Regions from separate parts of the Mus musculus genome. Here all the other regions are linked to region 2. The links are chromatin contacts, called in public HiChIP or PLAC-seq maps. All regions are on one chromosome and are shown on one strand. The core of a region is the stretch at or near the end of the contact, and the rest is flanking DNA. Distances in the headings are between cores, read along the strand shown.

Evidence for each region. HiChIP or PLAC-seq counts read pairs in DNA pulled down with a chosen protein or histone mark.
Region 1: a contact with region 2 is called in an H3K4me3 HiChIP or PLAC-seq map of bone marrow-derived macrophages, with 3 times the contacts expected there. The contact joins two enhancer-like sites. A contact is called at or near these places in 1 of 484 Hi-C or Micro-C datasets (macrophages) and 2 of 115 datasets of contacts at active chromatin or transcription factors (bone marrow-derived macrophages and differentiating embryonic stem cells).
Region 3: a contact with region 2 is called in an H3K4me3 HiChIP or PLAC-seq map of bone marrow-derived macrophages, with 8 times the contacts expected there. The contact joins two enhancer-like sites. A contact is called at or near these places in 1 of 15 datasets of contacts at CTCF or cohesin (pro-B cells), 2 of 484 Hi-C or Micro-C datasets (bone marrow-derived macrophages and macrophages), 1 of 115 datasets of contacts at active chromatin or transcription factors (bone marrow-derived macrophages) and 1 of 9 other capture datasets (embryonic stem cells).

The regions. Positions count from the first base shown.
Region 1 is chr10:20,435,524-20,439,013 of GRCm38.p6, reverse strand. It overlaps Pde7b (phosphodiesterase 7B), which reads left to right. Exons shown (of 12, transcript NM_001347366.1): 5 at 194-289; 6 at 2,718-2,818. Among named protein-coding and RNA genes, the nearest start is that of Mtfr2, 89 kb to the right of the region's middle. Within about 2 kb of position 1,808, at least 25 of the 459 cell types and tissues checked have an H3K27ac peak or open chromatin away from gene starts, as enhancers often do. A contact at or near this core is called in bone marrow-derived macrophages, where this site is marked.
Region 2 is chr10:20,833,481-20,837,281 of GRCm38.p6, reverse strand. The region is part of intron 1 of Gm33510 (a long non-coding RNA gene); the gene reads left to right. Among named protein-coding and RNA genes, the nearest start is that of Gm33510, 3.4 kb to the left of the region's middle. Within about 2 kb of position 2,246, at least 60 of the 459 cell types and tissues checked have an H3K27ac peak or open chromatin away from gene starts, as enhancers often do. A contact at or near this core is called in bone marrow-derived macrophages and macrophages, where this site is marked.
Region 3 is chr10:20,504,317-20,508,281 of GRCm38.p6, reverse strand. All of the region lies in intron 1 of Pde7b (phosphodiesterase 7B), which reads left to right. Among named protein-coding and RNA genes, the nearest start is that of Pde7b, 42 kb to the left of the region's middle. Within about 2 kb of position 2,546, at least 43 of the 459 cell types and tissues checked have an H3K27ac peak or open chromatin away from gene starts, as enhancers often do. A contact at or near this core is called in bone marrow-derived macrophages and macrophages, where this site is marked.

The DNA of each region.
Region 1 (3,490 bases), core at 559-3,058, 400 kb after region 2:
CAATATAATGAGAAACCTAGAAGAAGATTGCAATATATATAATTTCAAATGAAAAGTGGGGAATTATTCTATCAGAGAAACCTTATTTTGGAGAATTTGAATCTTATTTTCAATCTTGCTAGGGTTTTGTTGTTATTGTTGCTGGCTGGTTGGTTGTTTAATAAAAATAATGTGAGTTCCTATTCCTCCGCAGGGAACAGTCTGGTAACTCTGTTGTGTCACCTCTTCAACTCCCATGGGCTCATCCACCATTTCAAGCTCGATATGGTGACCTTGCACAGGTTTCTGGGTAAGTCTTTTTTTCTTGCATGTCCCTATACAACCACAGTATCAACAAACATGAGCTGAACAGAGGACTCAACAGACAAGACATGGGAGACAGCCCACAAGGCCGCAGCCTTCCACAGACAGCAGCAGATAACCAAGGAAAACTGGGAACGGGAGAGATAGTCTTCCCAGGGAAAAAAGGACACTAGTTGGTTATTCAGTACCAAATAGTCAGCCCTGAAATGATGCATACAAGTAACATTTGCAGCAGGTTGTATTTGTGCATTTAGGAATATGAGTGTGTGTGTGTGTGTGTGTGTGTGTGTGTGTGTGTGTGCAGTGTGGTGTGTGGATGTGTGTGTGTGTGTTTGTGTGTGTGTGTGTGTGTGTGTGTGTGTGTGTGTGTGTGTGTGAGAGAGAGAGAGAGAGAGAGAGAATTTGAAAGAGAGTAAAGAAAAGTATATGGGGGGTTGAAGGAAGAAAAGGGAAGTAAAAATGATGTAAATATATTATAACCTCAAAAAAATAATTTTCAATAAATAAAGTGTTAACCACAGCATGATTTAAAAAAAAGACCTCAAATTAATCTTAATAGATTTAATCTTACTTTTTAACGATAACTTATCGGTCCTAAGTCATTGATGAGTTGTTAGCTTAATGTGTTATGCTTCAATACATTAAGGATCTATAAAAAGACCACCAAGGGTATATAGGTGTCAAGACAATTCTGACATGCTCTTATACTAATAGAATCCCAATGAGATAATGATGATCACAACACAATTTGCTGAAAATCCTTAAAATGAATTATTAACGACAGTTTACATTCCACCACTGTGGGTGGAACACTTTAGGTAAATGACTTCTAATTGTTTGAAGAAATCCACAAGCTGGACATTATTATCACCACTTGTTCCAGTTATAAAGGACAACCAAGAGGTTTCACTACTTTCCCAAGGCTAATGACTAGTAAGCGATAGACCTCAAGTCACACGCAGGTCAAAGCCCGCCATCTTTACACACGCCACCACCGCAGCCACGGGTCTTTCTCTAAAAGCAGCCCAGTTCCTCTTTGGTTCTGTGAATTTTCTTATCTCCTCATATGAATTCTCCAAAATAGATTCCTAGTCACTGGGTTGCTTGCCTCTGCCATTTAGTACATTTCCGGTTCAAACCACACTTGTCATGTGACAGTGTGACCATGAATTCTAAAGTTGACTCGGTACCATCAGAAGGAACGTAAAAGCAGCTCCTGCCACCAGGCATGGCACTTACATCTCCTGCATCCTCTTCCAAGGACTGCATGCATTAACACATGGACCATTCAAAGGCAGCGACACTTGGACTCAGGGCATTGTTATAAGAAAGTTGAGGATTATGGTTAAGTAATTTGCACATCACCAGTAAGTGTCAGAGCTGGAGTTTACATATGATATGAAACAAGCCTACTGAATAAAAAAGTGCATGCAGCATAGCAGAGACATGTGTAACCAACCAGCCACAAACTGGCTCCTTTCCAGAGGCATAAACAACCTCAGGCTGATTGCACTCTAATTGCCTGAGCAAAGTAATGGCCGTGAAAGGGGCCAAATAATGTTGATTGGTCTAAAGAGATACAGATTCTTTGGACACATGTGTGCCCCCAGAACATGTAGGAAATACAGCCTTGGCATCTGAGTTAACAGCAGAATCTGGAGCCAGGTTTGAAGCAACACTAAATGAATATGGCCATTGTAAGTCTGGACACTCTATACACACTGAATATATTTCATCCAAGCATTGACTTGGCTACATGCTGAAGCAGGTATTGGCTTCTCCTATAAGCAGCAAACCAAAACTATTGCCTTCCGTGGACGTGGTACTTTCCTGCTTTGCACTGGAGGGGCATGAAAGATGATGCTCCAAATAGGGGCGACATGAACCAAGGAGGCCCCACTTGGCTCAGTGCAGCTCTGGAATAGCTACCTGCCGGAGGCTAAGATCTGTTTTGATGACTGTTTGTTATTCACGTGGTAATCCAATCACTAGACAGCAGGAACCCAAAACACAAGGACGCTGAAAGAGAGCATCATCTATGGCACATGACTAATGGCAACAGACTTTAGATAACTGAAAGATGGTATGAAATAAAGTAGTCCTTTTCCCTCCATATTTATCTTTCCTGTGAATGAGAGCCTTCATGAGATGCCAGAAAGGGGTGATCTGTGGAAGAGGTGAGAAGTCCCCAAAACTGCACAGATCCTTCTGGCCTTTCTCTCCCTTTCCTCCCCATTACAAACACCCAAGATGCCAGGCAAGGCTTGCAACCCACCTTCTTTTTTAAAGGATTCCTCAGACTGTGCACTTTAGAAGCTCTGATACTTTTAAGCAAGAAGCACCTCAAATCAGTCTTACCTGCTATGCCATTCTTACCTTGATGTTAGCTGACTAAGCTTTCTGTTTCCTCCTAGTTATGGTTCAGGAAGATTACCACGGTCACAACCCATACCACAATGCTGTTCACGCAGCCGACGTCACCCAGGCCATGCACTGTTACCTGAAGGAGCCAAAGGTAAAGCAAGACCTAGTTGCCTCCTCAGCCATTGGGAGATGCCGAGTCAGCATATTGCTAAGCACCAAAGTACCCAGTGTTAGGAATCCTTCACAATATGAATGCAAATTATGTATACTAACGTTTTCGGTGTCAGCTCTGAAAATCTTATCACATCCATGAAAAGAGATGTGGATTTTCTGATATTTCCTTTCATAGTTCACTGATTTTTTTTTAAGGCTGCATGAGGCCAGAAGAAAAAAAAAAAAACCCAGCCCACATCTCCTCAGTGGTCCCAAAAACCACCACTTTGTGATGGGCTTTTACCATAAATACTGCCAGCACCGAGCTTAACAGGAAAAGACTTCCCAGCTTGTGGTTTTTTATCAATAAATAGGTTCAGAAGCTCCCGTTGCAAGTCCAGTTTCTACTTGGCCAATGAGAAATTTTGATTCAGAATCTAGGAAAATCTGTGAATGTCCAACACCTCTTAGCAAGCAGGCTCTGATGCAATGGACCAACCCAAAGTCAGAGAATTAAAGACATAATGATAGTGTGATGCAATGGTTGTTACAATCAAGGTAGTTCCTCACTATTAAAAAAAATAGAGTTTTGGTATACTATACAGTAGGAATTTTCTTGAAGTTTTTTTTAAAATAATATTCAAACCCAAGAATCTGCTTAGTTCCATCA
Region 2 (3,801 bases), core at 997-3,496:
TCCTAGGCCTTGCTAAATTCTTATATGAGTGTAACTTTTAAGTATCTGGAGAATCTCCATTTGTCAGGAGAATTCACCAACTTGCTTCTAATATGCAATGTAGCCTGTACTGAAGATTTCTATCTCAGTGGGATTCCCTGGCTCTTTTATGGTATTCCCTAGTTTGGGTGAGATTTGCTACTGTCCTTAGTAAATATTTTGCAGACCAGCTCTGAGCTACTGGCTCCATCTTTTGTAATGCTTAATTAGTTACTGAATAGGTAACTTCTTTACTGCATTCCTGCGGATTCCAAGCTCATAGTTCCATACACCAGACTAACTCTGGAATAGAGTATGAGTATGTGGGTAAGTGAGACCGCCAAAACTCCAGGAGGTGAGTTTCCTTGAAACTCTTTTCCTTGTGAGTGCTTACAGACTTTTCAGCCTGTCACGCAGACTTGACCGGAGTGTGTGGCATTTCCCAGTGTGCGTGGCATATATATATTATTTATAAGGAATCTAGCACAGTATCTAGCCCTTTGAGAAAGATTAGCAAGTTTTTACTCCTTATTCTTTCTCCCTTTGCCTGTTCTTCCCTCTTTTCACTAAAAACTTATTGAATATATTTTACATAATAACCACATGGTCAGCAAACTGGGAGGCAACTAAGAGTAAAGTTTGAACTTAAGAAATATCCACACTGCCTAAATGTCTCTAAAGGCACAATAAAGAAGACATGTTAGTGATATTGATGAGAAAATGTCCCAACTTATTGTGATGTCAGTGTGTGTGAACAGGAAGCTTTAAGCCAAGGAAATAAAGAGGACCCATCAAAAATGGAAAGATGTTCCATGTTTGTGGCTTGATAGAATTAATAATGATAAAATATACACACTACCTAGAATGGTCAGTAGATCTAGTATAATTTACCTCAAACTACTAACAACACTCCCTATATAGCCAAAATGAGTCACGAAACTCAGAGAGATCCAAGAAAGACCTTGAATACCTGGTGTATTCTTGAACAAAAACAATAAAACCGAGACTATTACAATATAATATTGAAACACACTATGGAAGTATAGTAATCAAACAGCATGGCATTGTCACAAAACGGACCCATTGACCAACTTCAGAACAGAATAAATATTTAGACACAAATCCCTGTATGCAGAGCCAACTGATTTTTAACAAAAGCAATAAGAATGCTAGAGAGAGGACAAAGTCTCCCAAAAACAGCACTGTGAGATGTTGGTATGTATATGTGTATCTGTATCTGTGTGTGTGTATGGATATATGTGTGTGTGTGTGTGTGTGTGTGTGTGTGTGTGTGTGTATGTGTGCGTATATATATGTATGTACATATATGTATGTTTATATTGTATATGCATATATATGTGTGTGTGTGTGTATGAATGAAATTAGCCCCCTCCATCTCATGTGATACAAAACCCATCTCAAAATAGATTAAGGAACTATAAGACCCAAGACAAAGGAACTACTGAAGAAAAGAGAAAGGGACACCTTCAGGATGTTGGGCAAAGATTTTTTTAAGGCCCTAAAACATGGAGAATAAAGGTGAAGTAAACAAATGGAGCTCTGTAAAACCACGAAGCCTCTGCACCACTGTGCAGTGGTAACAGAAAGAAAAATGGACACACTGCTTATTTGATAAGAGTTAGTGTCTGGAATATATATGAATCCCAACAACAGCAAGAAGTATGATTTTAAACAAAGGGCAAATACTTTGCACACACAGTTCTTAAAAGAGGAAATACAAGTGGCCAGTGAATACATAAGAAAGAGCTCAGCATCACTAGGAAAGCTCAGGATCATTAGGAAAATACAAATCAAAACCACACTGGAGTTTCACTTCCCCCACTGAGAGTGGCTTCTGTCAAAAGGACAAGACAGTATCGGAGAGGATGCAGAAGGTGGATGACTCACAGGCTGTTGGTGGCAGTGCACGTGGATATAGCCACCATGAAAATCTGTACGGAGTTCCTCAGAAAGTGAAAACGAAAGAACCATATACACAGCAACCACACTACTGAGTTTCTAAAGAAAACGGAATCGTCATGTCAAAGAGATACCTGGACATCTCCTTGTCCTGGAACTCTGTAGACCAGGCTAATCTTGAGCTCAGAGATTTGTCTACCTCTACCTCCCAAGTGCTGGGATTAAAGGTGTGCACCACCATGTCCAACTGGATGGACTTTTAAAAATAGATTGTAAATGTTCACATACGCATTCTGGAACCCACCGCTGAGTACGTAGCAGCCAATACACTATGTGGTCTTCACAGCTTTCTTGTCCCAGTTGTCACTCAGCCCCACTCCCTCCTGATAGAACTTCCCATTTTAAACTGTGTAACTATTTCTGGATGCATTACTATAACTCAGTACGTGTATACAATGTGTATTGACCAGGTCAGGTCAGCGAGCACTTCCATCTCTGCAGACATGGCTCCTGTGTGTTAGGGACCAAACACTTTTCTCCTCTGGTGATTTGGGGATGTGCAGTCTTTTTTTTTTTTTTTTTTTTTTTACTGAGGCTATGTTCAGTCTGCTTTGCTGTAGAACATTCCACTTACTTCCTGTCAGCTGTATTTTGGTTAACACTGTGGACTAAGCATTCCCTCCTACTCTTCCAGTGACATCTGTTTTACTTCCGAGTTATCAGTTCCACCTTTAGTGAGCAGGCAGTGTTTGTCTCCTGTGCCTTACTTACTTCACTTAATGTGGTGCTGTACTGCTCCACTATGTTATAATTTTACCTACTAACATAAATTATTATATTTTATAAAAATATTAATATTATCATGTATGTATATTATGCACATATTTACTTGTATATTTTTATATATTATATCTAATATATTACTTATTGCCTATTATAGAATTTTATCCTTTATGATTTAACATTATTCCATTGAAGACACACAAATAGCACTGATTAAACTCAGTGGGTCACAGAACAAACAAAGAGACAAGAATGTAGAACAAATAGCTGCTAGGGAGGTGTGGGGGTTGACAGGGGACAAGGGGGGAAATTAATCATAATGTTATAGTAATATACAATATAATACATATATAATCTATTATATTCACATATGCTACATATATTACACACATATATAATATACAATATATATATATTTAGGTATAGGCATATAGATATAGGTATAGATATAGACATAGATATAGATAGATATAGTCCAGGAACAAATTCAATGTTATTTTTGAACGAAAATTATAAAAAAATAATTCTAATCACACAAAGGAAATTATTTTAAATTAAAATACAACTACATCATTTATGCCCCTCTCTTTCTTATCTTCAAACACTCCTTTTTGATGCATCTGGAATTCATGGCCTCTTTGTCTTTAACTGTTATGGTTTTACAGACATACACACAGACAAACACACATACACATGCACACTATAGTCATATGCAACACACATATACACATGCACAGATACACACAGACACCCACACAGACATACACCCAATCACACACACACACAGATATATACAGTCACACACAGAGACACACATACAGACATACACACAGTCACACACACACACACACACAGATACACATAGAGGCATACACACAATCACACACACACACAGACATACACACAGTCTCACATACACAGATGTACACACAGCCACACACAGAGACATATACACAGTCACACACACACAGACATCCACACAATCACACACACACAGACATCCACACAATCACACACACACAGCCATACACACAGTCACACACACAGAGAGACATACACACAGTCACACACACACATACA
Region 3 (3,965 bases), core at 1,297-3,796, 330 kb after region 2:
TAGAGAGCAGCAGGGTCTGGGAACCGGATCTAACCAGCCACCCACCCACCTGCAGGTCCCCGGATTTTAACGCTCTGACAGTGGGGGTGGGGCAGGATGAGGATCTAAAGCTCCATGTGTTTAGCATGATGTTCTCAGGCAGAGCAAACAACCTTCCCTCTGCTTGGGTCCCTGGAGAGCAGAACACAAAATCAATTTCCAGACTTTTTCCATTAATTTGAGAAGATAAACTTTCAAATTTTTGGACTTTATATTCAGTCTGAATAAGCCCCTGACGTTCTATGCTCTCCAAGGTCACACAAGTCTCCCCTCCCCCACCCCCAAGTCTCTGGAGGTTAAAAGTTTGGCAATGAGAACAAACATTCCCAGAGAAGATTTCTTATCCTTCCTTCTTCCACTTAAGATTTCATGTCCCCCTCCACCCCCAAACGGCCTTCCAGGCTTTCGTTCCACACGCCTTCCTCCAGTCCCAGAGAAAGCACATGTTGAGCAGAAGGAATTAGCAGAACAAAGAGAGATCTTCGGTTTCTATGGGTTTCTATGGGTTTCTATGGGTTTCTATGGGTTTTCCAAACGGTTTGGCTCGATTTGAAGTCTGCAGAAGATGTGAACTCACCTCTCACTTTTCTCTTCTTACAAAGCCTCCTATGGTCTGTGGGTACCTGTTTGTCATGGTGAGTTATCCAACTGCCATGCTAAGGAACAGCCTTGGGAGGGACTAGGGCCTTTATTTTTAATGTGTTCATGTCTTTGCTTAATAAACATGTGTTCAGCAGCTGGTATGTGCTAGGGGAAGAGCTAAGTTCCATGTTTACAAACAATAATAAGAAATGGCTCCTGTTAGCCAGGCACAGTGTACAGACCTGTGCACTTGGCTGAGGCAGGCATTAGGGCCAGATGGGGTACATAGTGCAACCCTGTCTTAAGAAAAGAAGGAAGTGGGGGGAAGGAGAAGACAGAAAGAGAGGGGAGGTGAGAGGACCAGCGTGGAGAGAGAGTCCTGTCTTTAATGAGTTCTAGTTGAAAAGAGAAGTAACATGTGGTAAGTGCCAGGACGGAGCCCTGCCCAGAGGAGGAGCATCCTCTGCAAAATGGACAATGGGCTTGTGGTCCAAGATGGCTCCCTCCAGAAGAAGGCATTTGGTCTGAGTTTAAAAAGTAGCTTAAGTTTATCTCACTGTGAGGTCAGGTGGAACCTCTCAGCACAGGGACAAAGAGGGGGAAATGTGTGTGGCATACTTACTTCTCATTACAAAAAGTTGCTTCTCAGATCAGCATTCTGTTCTCTGGGCTTCAGCAAAGTGACAGACAGTAAGGCGACAAGAGTTTGACAGGGTCAGATGGAAGAGTGTGTCACTTTCAGGGAGGCTGTCGTGGCTTAGCTGCCTGGGATGGGCAATGGGAAGAATGTGAAGGGAGAGGGAGAGAAAAACGATGCCTAGAGCACAGCTAAAGTTGCAGTCAAGGACAGTAGGAAGTACAGTCTTCAAGATGATGACTCATGATTGGAAGGATTTCAAAAACAATTGGGTAATTAAAACATTAAATAATCAAATACTCATTTGAGATTCATTTTGAGGGAGAATACTTATTAGTAGACTCTCTACCCCCACCTAAAGTATGCACCAATATTCTTAAGGAACGAAAAGAAGTGGCTTTTCTACGTGTGGCACAGTTAATCCTCATTACAAAAAGAAAAAGAAAAAAAAAATCACCTCTCAGGTCAGTGCACTGTTCTCTGGATTTCAGTGATCCTCCCGAAAGAACCAACAAGCGGGGCTGGTGAGATGGCTCAGCAGTTAAGAGCGCCGACTGCTCTTCCACAAAGGTCCTGAGTTCAAATCACAGCAACCACGTGGTGGCTCACAGCCATCTGTAACCAAATCTGATACCCTCTTCTGGAGTGCCTGAAGACAGCTACAGTGTACTTACATATAATAAATAAATATTTTTTAAAAGAAAAAAAAGAACCAACACGCAAAGGAATCTAACATGTCAGGGCTTCATTTGCTACATAGAAGATTTTTTAATTTTTGTCATGACAAGACCCTTCCATCCACTTAAACACCTGTCTACCGAGGTTTGCGCTGCTGAGCATCAGACATAGAACAGACAGAAAGCAAGGCAGGCAGGCGCCTGTGCTTAGGCTGAGGCAGTTCTGAGTTCAAGGCCTGCCCAGGACACATAAGACTTGATCTCAACAACCAAAATAATATCAGGAAGAAGGAGAGGAAGGGTAGGAGTCAAATTCTCAGCCTATTTGTGCATTTTTATGAATGTATATTTTTTAGTGTTTATTGGTGGCGTGCTAGTTATTGCCCTCCTTGGTCACAGCAGCAGCTCTCAATCTGTAGCATAAATAGGAATTGTTTGGACGGCCTGGCACAGAGTCTATGATTCATGGTCTATCAGAGAAGAAGGGCCATTGAATTTGCAACTCTAGTCTCTTGTGCTGCCAGCGAAGCTAGCCTGAGAACTACACTCTCTGAGAGAGAGGAACTGTGAAGCAATGTCAGGCTCTTTCCTGTGGTCTTACAGTATCCACAGCACGGAATTGACGTCAGTGGGAATTACGCAGCCCTCAAAGGTGTCATGCGGAGGCCTTAAGTGTTTATGTACTCCTGCCCCTCCCCACGCAGCTCCTGCCTCCTGTTTTTCAGTTGCATTCCCCAATGGGCACTGCTGTTGCTGTTTCCTCTTAAGTTGCTGCAGTTACGGCTCCTTATGAGGTCAAACGGTCCCCGCTGGAGAGCTTTGCCAGCTGGGAGCAAACGTTCCTCTATCTGAACTTCTGCTGTTCTCCCTGCATTTAAAGCATGAATAAACTAATCTCCTGACCATCTGGAAAGGGAGGCAAGAACTGCCGAGTATTAGCGACTCTGAAGAGGCTGTGGTGGTCAGCATAAGGCCAGTCATGCACTTAGCCTGTACCACAATAAAGATAAATGGGTAAGAAATTGCCTTGTAGTAGCATTGGGAATCTAATGGTTCAGAAATTGCTATGCTTGTAAAAAAAAATTTTTTTTTTCTGTCAGTGGGTTTAAATCATGGTTCTTGTGTAGGCAAAGTCTTTTTTTTTTTCTTTTTTTTCAAAATAATACTCAGTTTTTCCTGGCTTTTGTCTTCAGGCATACACTGTTTTCGTTTTACATATGAGAAATTCAAGCTTGAAATTCTTGAGTAATTAGAGTATCAAATGAAGAAAGTAACAGTAGTGGAAAGAAGGGACAAATGTAGAGAATATTGTCAAACAAATAATAAAAGACTAGGTTTCTCCAGCAGGGGGCTTGCGAGACAAGAAGAGATTATTGGGAAAAACAAAAACAAGTTTTATACCATTGGATCTGTTTGCCTGCTTTCTTGCTTGCTTGCTTTAATCAAGAGACTGGTGACATCAGTTCCCAACATATGGAGATTATAAAATGATTTCGTTCATGTAAAAAAAGAAAACTGAGTTATACTTTGCATGTCCTGGTGACAATGGGTTGGCCTGTTTTATTGTTTTATTTCAAAACAATAAAAGTGTTTTTGAAATATTTGCAAATCCATGACTGGCATTTTGGTGAAAATGTTGACTTAGATGACAGTGTTTGGAGACCCTTACTAATTATTGCTAAAAATCGATAATGGAGGCCTTCTCAATAGTGACCTTACTAAGACAGTGTCCATGAGAGGTCAGCAGGTTGAGTAAAGAAATCTAATATTCCTTCCAAAAGAACAAACAGGTTCTCCCAGCTTCATTGTTCTGCCCAGTGTAAGCACTGTTCCTAGAACACAGCATGAGGCTAGGACCCTGCAGAGACTCCCAAAGTGCCCAAGTGTGAACCCATGCCTGTGTGTCTGCATACACATACCTGAAGAGAAAATCTGACACCACTGCATGGTCTTGAGGTTGAACTAGTGGTGTTTTGGGGCCTCAGGAAAGCATAATGGAGCAGTCTGCTGTGGCATGTTAGCTGCCGTTG